Linked DNA regions of Mus musculus: regions 1 and 2 are each linked to region 3. The links are chromatin contacts, called in public HiChIP or PLAC-seq maps. All regions are on one chromosome and are shown on one strand. Each heading gives the region's core, a stretch centred on a gene start, on an enhancer-like site or on the middle of the called end of the contact. The rest is flanking DNA. Distances are from core to core; before and after follow the strand shown. Region 1 has its middle 180 kb from the start of Tprg. Region 2 has its middle 200 kb from the start of Trp63. Region 3 overlaps Tprg (transformation related protein 63 regulated).

Region 1 (4,006 bases), core at 697-3,196, 89 kb after region 3:
AAGAGAAGGGCATTCATTCTGTGACTTTTTTTTTGATCCTTCAGTAAGAGAAAGAAAACAAGTAAGACATTATAATGGTACCCCTTGTTATTTACAGCAGGTGCTATGTCACATGTTCTGCAGGACTTAAAACACACACACACACACACACACAATGGGTATTTTAATTGTTTCTCTTTGATAGACGAGATTGAAGGCTTAAAAGGTCAGAAAACTTGTTCAAAGTAGATTGACCAATGGTAAAATTAAACTCAAACTCATGTCATTGGATACACAGCCTGCACTTTGAAACAGATCAGTGTGCCGCTTACAGAAACCCTGTAGATGCCACAGGCATGTGAGTATGGAGTCCTCTAGGAAAGGATGTCAGGCATCATGGTGACCACTAAGTGCTTCCATGTCCTAAACTAAGTGCTCTAGGTTTTGCCATGGGACCTGCTTTTGCCATGGTGACTCCAGTCTTTTGTGCCCCTTCGTTGCGCTGCTGTCAAATCTTCAGGCCCAGATCACATGGTCCTGATTTATCTCGTCTTCCTGAAACCTGTTGTCAGAATCCATTCCCCCCCCCCCCCCCCCCGTTACTCAGGCGTTATTTTATAGAGCCTCATGCCAGAGTCGACCACTTTAGTCTATGTTCTCTGAGCTTCTTAGGCGCCTCCAGAGTGAAAACAGTAAACAGTGTTCATTTGGTTATTTCCCACATGGGAAATGTTTGCCGGTTGCTGGCTGAAAAGAATGGCTTCATTTCTCAATCTGTCCAGAAACAAGCATATCTTGACCTGCCACTATAGGACGAGTTAGGTGTTTCTGAGAAAGAGTTTATTTTTCTTTTCTTAATTATTCATGGTCTTTCTTCATGGGAACTGGTTCTCCAGTCTGGCATGTGCTAACAAACAAACAAACAAACCCATTTCTGTCCTCGTCCCAGTTTTGTATGACAGAACAGCCCTTTTCTAATAGAGCCCTGGCAGAGCCTAAGCACATCTGCATGGTCTGCACTGTACGGCTGTTTTCTTCAACAATATCCCATTTGCAGCACATTAAGGATCCTGTGCTCTTTTCCATGGGGACTCAGATGCTTCCAGAGGGTGGACTACTTGCTCCTTTTACAGCTCAAATGCAGGCTCCTGTTATTTCTTTGAACATTGGTACTCAAGGGGGTAACCAAACTGTCTAAGACCGTGGAGTTCTAATTAGCCTGTTTAAAACTTCATTTCTCCGAATCATTTGCACCTAAATTAAAGTTACTAGGCTTTGCCCATGACTTTCGAATTGAATGCATCACACTTTCTCTTTACATCTAAGAGATCAGAAAGGAAACAAAAAATTGGAATTAAAAACATGGATGCTATAAAGGGAAGGATAATTCATAAGATCCACAGAGGTAAGAGAGCAAGAAGGCATACTTCCAGTATCCTCAACACCTTTAGAGCCACAGGATCAGGGCATTTCCATCTCAGCTGGAGTATTATGTTAAGTACAAGCTTCTCCAAACGCTTTGTCTATTCCATGGTCTCAGCTCTGGCTGCCTCCACAGCACCATGATGACAGCGTGGGGAGGTAGAAGGGTTCAGCAGCCTGAGGGGGATGGAAGGTATCAGAGAAGTGGGGGTTATTTCAGGTCTTGCTTCTCTAAGCCTTCAACGTCTGAGCCTCGCTTCGAGACGGACCTTCCTGTTGTGAAACACTGGAGCAGTTGTTGCGGTCTGAAGATAAACAACATTCCAGCAGTTCCCCCCACGGTCTCCTGGAGGCCGGGCTTTTCAACAGCTCCCTGGCCTTCAGGCATCCAGGAACCCAGCTTCAGTGTGGTACCTGTAATAGCATACACAGCCATAGCTTTGTGGTGCTGGTGCTCTTAAAATGGATTATGGTAATGAGTCTAGGATGAGTCCTGGGTGCCGCTGCCTGGTCATTAAGTGTAGGAAACACTAACATCCTTTGTGTAGCTTTGGAAGCCCAAACTGTTCTGACTGGAGAGTGGTGAAGAACAAGGGTTCCTTGGCCTGATGTGCAAGCTTCGCATTTTCATTAATGACTGGGCCTGAATTAGGGCTCCCTAGGGTTATATAAGGGCACGCTTGGAAACCAGATGCAAGCTGTTAACAAATTCAATCTGGCTTTATCATGAAAGGGTTGGACCGGAGGTTAGTATACCCAATAGACAAAGTGTCTCACATGCGTTTCCAGTAAGTTTGTGCTTCTTATATAGGTAGGTGTGGTTTTAAAGAGCATAAAACCACAACAAATCAAAGAATAGCTCAGACTTGCCTTTTGCTTATGGTTGAGGTTGGTTTGAGTAATGATTCATGGACTAAGAATGCCGGCTTTAGTCCCTGGCTGAGGCCTACCTGCAGTACCACCAGGATCGACCATTTCTTCAGAACACATTCTCTCACCCTATATCACTTTCTGAAGTTTTCCATTTCTATGCACACCCACCATTATAATTGCCTTCTAGATTAATGTATAAGTTCTATAAAGAACAATTAATAAACTCCATTTGAGTGATAGAATACTAAGGCTTGGGAGATATGAAATAATTTCCCCACGATCTAAGGGCTACCACCATTTTATAAATAAAACAGCTGAATTTTTGATGGCGTTAGGTGTTATAATACCTTTCAAACACACATACACAGACACACAGACACACATACACACACAATTACTTTATGATTGCACAGGGGTATTTCAGGCAGGCAGTCCTAATTAGTGATACTTGCTTTCTTGTATGTGTGTGCGTGTGAGGTACCCAGGACACATCCTGAACTCATTACCATAATCCAATTTAAGAGCACCACACATACACACACACACACACACACACACACACACACACACACACTCACACATACACACACACTCACACATACACACACACACACACATACACACACACACATACACACACACATACACACACACACACACACACGCACACACACACACAGAGAGAGAGAGAGAGAGAGAGAGAGAGAGAGAGAGACCTCCTGCTCATCTATCTTTAGCACTACAACACCATTACCATTATTAGATCTTGCTAACACTTTTATGCCATATCTACAGAGCTCCTTTTGTGATTCCCCAGAATCTGAAGGTGTAAGCTCTTTTCAGTGGAGTCCCCTGTTAGGAAAATTGCCTCTGTGCTCTTTGAACGTTACCCCTTGAGTTGTCATTATCTGCAAGGTTTAAGGGCAGATTTTGAGTTGGGTAGTAGCAATGTAAACCACCAGACAGCCATTTTCCTTTTTGACGCTTTGCCTCTGGGTATTTAAAGGATGGAAATAAGACAAGATGGAAGTTCCCTTGGGAATTCAGGCTTCTCACTAACACAATGAGAAACGCGAATGACAAAAGGTCCTCATCCGAGCACAGTGAAATGGCCCTTCACGTGTAAAGCGCCTAGCACAGTTCTCCATAGAATCAATACTACAGTGAGAATTATTACTTCTTCCCTTAACACCAATGTTCCTAAATCAATTATGTTATGTAATTTTAGTATTGTGTCTCTTGGCAACTGAGAGTCTTCTTGGATGTGCTGAGAGAAAAACCACGTGGGCAGAGCATCATATGAATCCAAAATGCAGGTTTCTGGACTTACAAACTCTCTTCTAGTCTTCCTTTGAAGTAGGTTCTCTGTTAGTGATTTTGTCACTTTCTTCCACATGGAGCTATAATACCACTGGTTCTAGGGCACAGTGCACCTGTCTTCCCCAAAAGGAAGACTGATCTGTCTGTGCCAGTTCATACAGACTGAATCACCAGAATTATCTGGAAACTAATAAACCAATACGGGAAAGGATAGTGGAGCTAGCCATGCATGCCATGTAGATATTTGAACTTAGAACCCTTATGTTAGTAATTGATGCCTCTGATTCAACTAAGCCAACCAACTTCATGTCAAAGACATCATTGATAGAGATAGAAAACCCAAACCAAAAACATGTTAAGTAGCCTCTGGGCGTCAGAGAGCAGTTACTTACCATGGGTTAGAGATCTACAG
Region 2 (4,189 bases), core at 239-2,738, 110 kb after region 3:
TCTCCTCCTTCCTCACCTAGTCACGCTGACAAAATGTAGGCGCTTCAGTGAAGCACCCAGAGCCCACACCCTTCTTTAGACTGTTCTTGGCCCCTTAGGCACAAACTGTTCCAAAGTCTGAGTCAGTCCTCCCTGCCCATTTACATGCTTGGCTGCTGTCCAAGGCTACGATAAGAAACCACCCAGGTGCTGTGCCTCAGAGAGCCAGCAACATGGTGGTCTTGGCCAGCTGAGCCTAGGGTAGAATGAAGGAGACAATACCCCTCTGGGAGTGAGAGTCATCAGCTAGTGTCTGCAGAGATGGGCTGTGATTTGTGATTTGGCAGATCACTCATCTCTGCCTCTCCTCTCGTCATCCTGGAAGGGAGGGGTTTAGCCAAACGACCTTACCATCCTCTTCTAATTCTCCAGAGCCTGGATGCAAAATGAAGGCAGTCTAAGCATTTCATGCACCTTAAAGAGCAATGTTATTTACTTGTCTGTACTAACCACATCCCTAGAAGAAAGAGACGTAGCTCAAGCTCACTGCTAGTAAGGTTGGAAATGCACATGAACCATTGTCTTGGTACTCATCCCTCCCAGGTTTGTTAGCTTCTCCATCTCAGCAAAGTTAATTCTTGGGGGTAGAGTCATGACCCGCACCATCACTATTACTTAAATGTGCAGCAGATGCTGTGTCCAGAATAGGGGACATAGTTGCACTGTTCCTCTGTCAGCTGTCTGAAGACTACTCAGTGACTATGGTTTCTATGCTGTTGGCTAAGCCCAAAACAGAGAGCAGTTACTGTGGAATGGGTCCTCACGAATAATAACTAATAACACAGCAAGAATACTACCACTTAATAGTCAATGCACACTGCTTCAAATAAAGATGGGCTTTTAAAATTCATTTTATTCTCATAACCACTGTGTTAAAGCAGTATCTCCATCCTGATATTGGAGCTCTTGACTCTAGCTGCATATATATCAAAAGATGGCCTAGTCGGCCATCACTGGAAAGAGAGGCCCATTGGACTTGCAAACTTTATATGCCCCAGTACAGGGGAATACCAGGGCCAAAAAGGGGGAGTGGGTGGGCAGGGGAGTGGGGGTGGGTGGATATGGGGGACTTTTGGTATAGCATTGGAAATGTAAATGAGTTAAATACCTAATAAAAAATGGAAAAAAAAAAAAAAAAAGAAAACAACAGTGTAGCAACGCTATAGGGTCATTGAGACCGGATTTGTGAACGGACTGAGTAAAAGAGGACAGTCATAATCTGTCACCTTTGTGCAGGATTTCAAACACATGAAGAATCTTGCAACCTCATTCTATGCGGTTTTCATTATGATGTGGCAGTTGAGTAATGGCTTCCTTGAAGTTCCCGCTTCAAGGAATGAAATGAGTCGACGGTACATCAGATCATTTGATATTCAGCTCTGGGCCTTTCTGAACAAGCTGACATCGTGCACTGGATTTGTCATGGTTCAAGTGTAGCTTAATTCATGACTACACCAGAAAACTAATCTGTGTGGTGAATCACAGGGTGTGAATATGAATGGGTGGCAACTGTAGGTGGAACAGGGCATAGCGTAGCATTTGAACAAATGGAAAGACAGAGGTGAACAGCAAGCAACCATCATGGTAATCATGATGTGCAGTCTTGTGGGTTAATCATGCTCAATGTGCAGAGATGTTCTGCGCTTAGCTCATTTCAGAAGTGGTGGAGGAGATGACACCGGGGTGGGGATCCCTCAGGAACTTTTGTGCTCAGTCAGTCAGTCAGTCAGTCAGAAACTTCGAAGTTAATTCACTCTGTGAGGAGCAGCAGGTCTTTGTACTGAGCCTGTTTACAGATCCTCACCTCTCTGGGTTCCACCTCATGCTCTGCTCTTCTCTTAATATTAATGTCAAATCCTCACACAGAATAAATCATCTTCAAAGTTTACAAAGGAGTTACACATATGAGTCTTAAGGAGAAAAAACAAAACAAACAAACAAACCAAAAACCTGATGCCTCTGACTCTGAGTACAGTTGTCATTGTTGAAAGTGACAGTAGTCATTTTGTCATTAGCTAAAAGTCAAGACCTGGAAAACTGAAGCTCAATATCAAACATTAACTCCTAAAAAAAGTGTGTGTGCGTGTGCGTGTGCGTGTGCATGTGCACGTGCGTGTGTGTATGTGTGTGCATAAACCAGCCCATGAAAGAAGTAGAACTCAATCAACCTTTGCTCTCCCCTGTAACTTAGTTCCAGATGCCAGTAATTTTTTGTTGTTGTTGTTTGTTTTGTTTTGTTTTGTTTTTTGAGACAGGGTTTCTCTGTATAGCCCTGGCTGTCCTGGAACTCTCTTTGTAGACCAGGCTGGCCTCGAATTTAGAAATCCACTTGCCTCTGCCTCCCGAGTGCTGGGATTAAAGGCATGCGCCACCAAGCCTGGCTCAGATGCCAGTAATTTAAAAGATGATCAACTTAGCTGTTTCTTATCCAGGCCTGTGCTCAGCCAGCCACCCCCGCCAGTGTCAGAGTGAGTGTACTCTCTATCAGTCTTTGAGCATCTGTTTATCTGTACTGACTCAGCCTCTTAAATCTCCTCAAATTCAATTTTCGTTTCAGCTTTACTTCTGTGCCCCACATCCTCGTTTCTACCAACGATTGCTGTAGTTTTTTTTTTTTTTTTTTAATTTCTCATCCTGCTCCAACATAAACTAGACTAGTGAAACATTACAAACTATAAAACAAATTGTCACAACATGTCAAGCTCCGGTGCTTCTGGAATGGGAAGACCATTCTCCAAACACTTCCTTTTCTTCTTCTATACCCTTGTGGCTGCCAGTCTGTCATACGCTTCTTTGGCCATGCTGAGTCACTTGAAACCCACTGCACCTGACATGCTCTTTGGAGGCACAGTGATTTTGATGATATCGATTGTGTTAGTCAGATGTTTCATAGCGGTGGGAAGCAGTTTAGAGGAGGAAAGATTGGTTTGGGGATGCTGGATTGGGGGCCTTGGCTCTACTTGTGTCAAATCCATTGCCATGGGCCTGTGGTGAGATGGAACATTGCAACAGAGGAGCAATGTGTCACCATGTGACAATCAGGAAATAGAATGAGATGGAGAAAAAGAGAGCATGCAAGGCACTGTATACAGCCTGATTGACCCTCTTCCCCCAGCTGGATGGCTATTCTCTTAGGGGGTAGGCCAGATTCAAGCCCTGAGAGAGACCCTGAAAGATATGCAAACAGAATTCCTCTTTCTTCTGTTGACAATGGCTATTTCCATTTTTAATAGAAATAATAAGGAACAGGAAAAATTATATCTGTGGTTGTCTATAAAGGCCTCACAGAAAAGAAAGTTTGAAAAACCAATCCCCAAATCACTGGGTGCGTTTTTCTCTCGTCGGAGGGAATACATGTTTTCACTTTTAATTTTTATTATGTCATTGAAATTACATATAATCATTATTATTCAATCAATTCAGGGACATTCAAAAATAAATTTAAAAAAGAATTGCTCCAAGTCAGAAACAACTATTATTTTGAAATTATTTACATGTCATTTTAGATCTCAAAAAGACAGGTAGATAATCAAAACAAAATTCGATGTAGGTGGACAGACTAATTGAAGTAATTTTAAATGTTATAGTCACAATTTTGTACAATATAATGTACTTGCAGAGACTGCAACTTCAGATGTTTAGCATGCACAGCTAAGGAAATCTGGTATGTGTTTTTGAATCCCAAACTTTAGTAGTATGCATCTTCAAAAGATAGCATTTAAAAAATATTTGTAGACATCTGTAAGTTGACCTAGTCAACATTAATATGATCAGCCTTTCCATCAAGACAATATTTATTATAGATATCCCTTGTGCTTCTTCAAATCCATTTGCCACCATTACCTACCCTGCACTGGGACCTACAGGACTGATTGCTGAGTGGCTTGGCCATCAGGGACACAGAGGGCAAGAATGTTTTCTGGTATAACCTTCTGTTTTGTCCTAGTTTGCAATGGCTCTCACTTGGGCTGCAGCAACTGAGCAACAGGCCCAGGAAGTACTGTCTCCTGCACCAACAGGTCTCCAGGTACGGTAATAACTGTTTCTTCCCTTTAGCAGGATTTGATACCTCAACACCCCACTTTGTTTAACCTCATTCTTGTTCTCAACTTTACAACTTGTTTTCTACTGAGCCTTCTTCAGCAACACT
Region 3 (4,311 bases), core at 1,351-3,850:
ACTCACTCATAATGACCAGGGAGGCGTGTTGACAAGCATGGGTGGATGCTGTAGGATCTCGGAGCTATTTCTTGGCAAGCTTTTGTGGGGAGGCGTTCCCCAAATGCCACAATCCTGTTATTTTTGAGCAGTGGACTAAACCCAGGTGCCTGATTGGACAAGACCACTCCCAATTTCTTCCAGATAAATATTTGGTTGCCAAGAAGTTATATTTAAATGAGAAATACCTCCTTAGGAAGTTGCTGCCTAGGGATTCCGGTACACATCAGGATGGATCTCACCCCTCCCGAGGAATGCCTGAGCAGACCCTAAATTTACTTGGCACTCACTGTATAATGCGAGGACACCTGCTTTGCGTTGTGTCAAAGTCTGTTCCTCTGGATAACAAGGAAATATTAGAGATGAAGCTTTTCTTCTGAAAGTGCTGTTAGCCTCCAGTATCAGGGCAATGGTGTCAGGACAGACAGGAGCCTGAAGCACAATTAGAGCAGCCACTAAAGACTTGGGGGCTCAAAGGAGAAAGTGGTTTTCTGCAGAGCTGGCTCTTTTCTAGCAATCTGTCCTAGAGTCTAGAATCTTGGGTTCTTGTTCTCTTGAGTTGCTCTCGCTTGCTGTCAATCTTTAATGTTACATTAAAATGCAGCATATCTGAAGTCCATGTAGTTACCCCGGCAGCTGCTGGGTGGCAGCAGACGTGCTCCAGCAGTGGTTAAGGAAAGTGCAGAAGGGCAGAGCTGCAAGATTCTCTGCACACTTACCTCTGTCCTGGTGGGACACACACACACACACACACACACACACACACACACACACATTCATGCATGCATGCACGCACGCAGGCACAGGGCAGAGACAAATGATAGCTAATTTTGAATTTTATAAAGAAATTGAGGACACTTGTTATGAAACAACCATCTAAACAGTAAATACTGGGACATCTTGAGTCTCTTTGTTGCTAGGCTGTGTAGGGTGTTTCCCACTACACTTACAGTTCTGTAAAGAGATGGGTTGTTTTCTTTACACATGAGTTCTCTGAGTTGCATCAAAGGAGAGGCACAGCCTTAGGCTCTAGGGTACAGAGTTGAAATGGCCCTGTTATGTTGAGGCTGTGCATCTTTCAGAACTGCTGATTCCTGGCTCCATTTAGGGTGATGGCTGCTGCAGCCGCAGCTGTACCCATAATGGTATATAACTGAAGCTCGTCCACATGCACATAAAACATAGTGGCCATCTTGCTCCTTCACTGAGGTCCCTCAGTTGTTATAAGCTGTTACAGGAATCTAGCAGAAAGGAACTGACTCTCCTGGCCATTGTGCTTGCATTTAGTTTGTTTGTTTGTTTTTTGCCATTTTTATTAGATCTTTGAGAATTTCACAAAACATATTCATCTCCCTCCCCCGACTCCTCCCAGACCTTTCCCACTCACCTAACTTTGTTTCCTCTTCATTAATTTAAACCCATCAAGTCCAATTTGCATTGCCATGTAGTCCTGGAAATGTGACTTTCCAGGGGACTGTGGTTGACCCACCAGGGGTTACAGCCTCAAAGAAAACTGTTTCATTACTTCTCTACATTATTGACCTATAAATCCTTTTCTCCCAATCATAATATTTGTGTCAGAAAAATTCTGGAGATAGAGGGACCCATAGAGACTATATAAGACCCAGAAGGGCAAAGCAACTTAGGTAAAATTACAGTTACAGAGACATAAACAACTGTGGGGCCCTGACTACTCAGGAAAACTCAGGCTTGGATCACAAAGCAAAGTGGCTTCACATACTGACTCTTATTTCTTGTCAGCCAATTCTCATCAGTAAAGACGGAAATTAATAACAGCATTTCAGGGATGTTGGTCAGTGTAAGCAGGTACTCTATTGGAAAGCCTAGTGGTTTGCTCATATGCAGTCTCTTGAATTTGGTTTGGACTCTTGGTGAGATCATGTGTTTTACAGTTTACAGCACAGTTAACCCTCCCCACCTGGTACAAGAGTACAACTCAGCCCTTGGTGGGAAAACAGTGCAAACAGTCCCTTCAGAATGTCTTCACGTCATAGGCTAACCAAGTTATAGCATGCTTTTCCCATATGTAGTTTAAGCATCTATTATTATGTTTGGGATATGCTTTGGCTTGTATTGCCAAACCTGTATAATTAAGTGTTATATTATAGTGGGCTCCACAGCATTGGGCAACGAAATGAATTCTGGCCTTGTAATCAGCTGAATTTTGTGCCAACTCTACAAGGCACTAGCTCTGTGATTGTACACGAATTTCCTTTCGAATCCATAAAGTGACAGTTCAAAAAAAAGAAAAAGGGGATATGACCGATTTTCAGATCTCATTTGCGGGGATTTTCTTCTGGGAATGCATCGGAGACTCCTACTGTCTGTGTAAGGTTTCATGTTGACTGCTGAGATCACTCTTCTAATCAAATCCGCTCAATCGTGGATGATTAAGATGATTTCCCAACCGCAGACCTCTCCTGCTCAAAGTTCTCTCTTTAAATTTACTGCCAGAGCTCAGTGGAGTTCAGTAGCCAGCTCAGATGCTGACAGACCTGGGAGACAGTACCGCCTCCTACAGGAAGGTGGCGCGAGAGACTCTTCTCATAGATCAACCAGGAGGCTAATGGCCTGGAATGGAATACTCACAGAATCAGTAAACTGGTGACCATTCAAAGCAGACTTCCCTTTTCGGGCATCCGGACTGTTAGTTGTCCAGCCTCAGAGGACTTCTGGTAAAACAGAATTGACTTGGGGAAGACTTTGCTTGTCATGATTTTCCCTGAGTGAAGTGGAAGTCAGCTTCTCTAAGAGTCGCCCTCCTCCCCCTTCTCTTCCTTATCTCCATGGAGTTAGGAGTCAGCCCATTAATTCAGTATCTATTCAGTTCTTGCAGTGTGCCAAGCATGCCAGAGCTGAGCTCTGGGGAGCAATGTGTGAAGTATTCGTTTTTCCGGGGCAAACGGTGAGATTGGAGAAGTATTAAGTATACGGCGTGTGGCAAATGCTGATACTTGTGACCCAGGTGGCACAGAAGGAGTGAAGGGGGCTCACTCAGAGGAGGCTACAGGAAGGATTCTCCAAAGATCCAGAATTTGAAAAATGTTCACTCTCTCCTTCATTTCAGTCCTCCTTGAGCTGATTATCCTGGTAGACAGTGACAAAGAGCACATTCTGGGGGGGGGGGGGGGGGGTCACACGAAGACTGGGGACACGAGTTCTCAACCCAGGCTTATTACTATTGTCCCTGCACAAAGATGGATGGAGGAGACGATCGGAATAGGTTGTTCAGTCCTTGCTGTCTAATTGGTCTCCGTCTCTCTTTCTTTTCCCCACTGATTAGCCTAGAAAAAAAAATCGCTATCTTTCCTAAGTGTTGGCTTTCTTAAAGTTCAGTGTACCCCATCTTCCATGACATAGACCTTTATTGGGGGGCCCTTAGCTTGTGGTTGAAATGTTCACAGTTCTTAACTGGAAAACACTGTTGAGAAAAGCCACAAAAATTGTGAACGTGCCCAGGCATATTGGAAGCTGCCCCCAAGGTCTTTCCATTGACCAGCACAAAGACTATGACGAAGGTGCTGTCTGCCCACTCCTATGTGGAAATCGTGTTGTGTTTGTCTAGAAGCCAGAAGGAAAAAAAATATATGTTGAAAATGGCCTGATGACAGCCTATTTTGAGATACAGATGCCTTGCTACTTCAAATCCTTTCTTGCAAAAATTCTTATAGTTGAAAGGTTTTCATTGGTCTGAAGTCCAAGGAAATGAGCGTCCTTCCTTATCTAATTTAGCTAGACTGACAGTTTGCCTGTAGCTATTGGGAAACAGAGGGCTACTCACAGCCATTGGAGTGAAACCTCTGGGATATGGGATACAGTTCCTAAGTTTGGCCACAGAAATGATTTTTTTCTTTAAAAATGCCCCAGAATGTAATTATATGTCTTTAAACTGGATGCATTTCCAGATCAACATCACTGTGGACTTGGGGTGGGCAGTTCTATATTTATAGAAGTTAAGCTTTGTGAGACTGATCTTTTTTTATTTTTTAGAGGTTCTCATGTGTAAAATATAGAAGGTGTTCTTCATTGAGGCATGGAACCTGATAGTATCACGCAGACTTCACCAGGCCCAAGGTGTTGAGGGTGTCTCAACCGGCTGTCCACTCAGGAAAATACTTAAATGAACTTAAAATAAAAAAAGAAAAGATCTATTTTTAGCTCAGTTTTTATAGTTTATGTCATCTCTTGGTCATGTCTTGAGGCCTGAGATGAGGCAGCCATGGCTGAAGTGTTTGATGAAGAAGTCTGCTC

What was found. HiChIP or PLAC-seq counts read pairs in DNA pulled down with a chosen protein or histone mark.
Region 1: a contact with region 3 is called in an HNF4G HiChIP or PLAC-seq map of pancreatic cancer cells. The contact joins two enhancer-like sites. A contact is called at or near these places in 1 of 15 datasets of contacts at CTCF or cohesin (the NIH/3T3 cell line), 27 of 484 Hi-C or Micro-C datasets (the AML12 cell line, CD4 T cells, CD8 T cells and 19 more) and 5 of 115 datasets of contacts at active chromatin or transcription factors (astrocytes, embryonic fibroblasts, embryonic stem cells and 2 more).
Region 2: a contact with region 3 is called in an HNF4G HiChIP or PLAC-seq map of pancreatic cancer cells. The contact joins two enhancer-like sites. A contact is called at or near these places in 1 of 15 datasets of contacts at CTCF or cohesin (the NIH/3T3 cell line), 15 of 484 Hi-C or Micro-C datasets (3T3-L1-derived adipocytes, the C2C12 cell line, the CH12 cell line and 9 more) and 3 of 115 datasets of contacts at active chromatin or transcription factors (Th2 cells, embryonic stem cells and pancreatic cancer cells).

The regions. Positions count from the first base shown.
Region 1 is chr16:25,463,910-25,467,915 of GRCm38.p6, forward strand. No RefSeq gene overlaps it. Among named protein-coding and RNA genes, the nearest start is that of Tprg, 180 kb to the left of the region's middle. Within about 2 kb of position 1,947, at least 61 of the 459 cell types and tissues checked have an H3K27ac peak or open chromatin away from gene starts, as enhancers often do. A contact at or near this core is called in embryonic fibroblasts and pancreatic cancer cells, where this site is marked.
Region 2 is chr16:25,483,828-25,488,016 of GRCm38.p6, forward strand. No RefSeq gene overlaps it. Among named protein-coding and RNA genes, the nearest start is that of Trp63, 200 kb to the right of the region's middle. Within about 2 kb of position 1,489, at least 38 of the 459 cell types and tissues checked have an H3K27ac peak or open chromatin away from gene starts, as enhancers often do. A contact at or near this core is called in the C2C12 cell line, the CH12 cell line, the NIH/3T3 cell line and 2 more, where this site is marked.
Region 3 is chr16:25,374,296-25,378,606 of GRCm38.p6, forward strand. All of the region lies in intron 4 of Tprg (transformation related protein 63 regulated), which reads left to right. Among named protein-coding and RNA genes, the nearest start is that of Tprg, 90 kb to the left of the region's middle. Within about 2 kb of position 2,601, at least 33 of the 459 cell types and tissues checked have an H3K27ac peak or open chromatin away from gene starts, as enhancers often do. A contact at or near this core is called in the C2C12 cell line, the CH12 cell line, the NIH/3T3 cell line and 2 more, where this site is marked.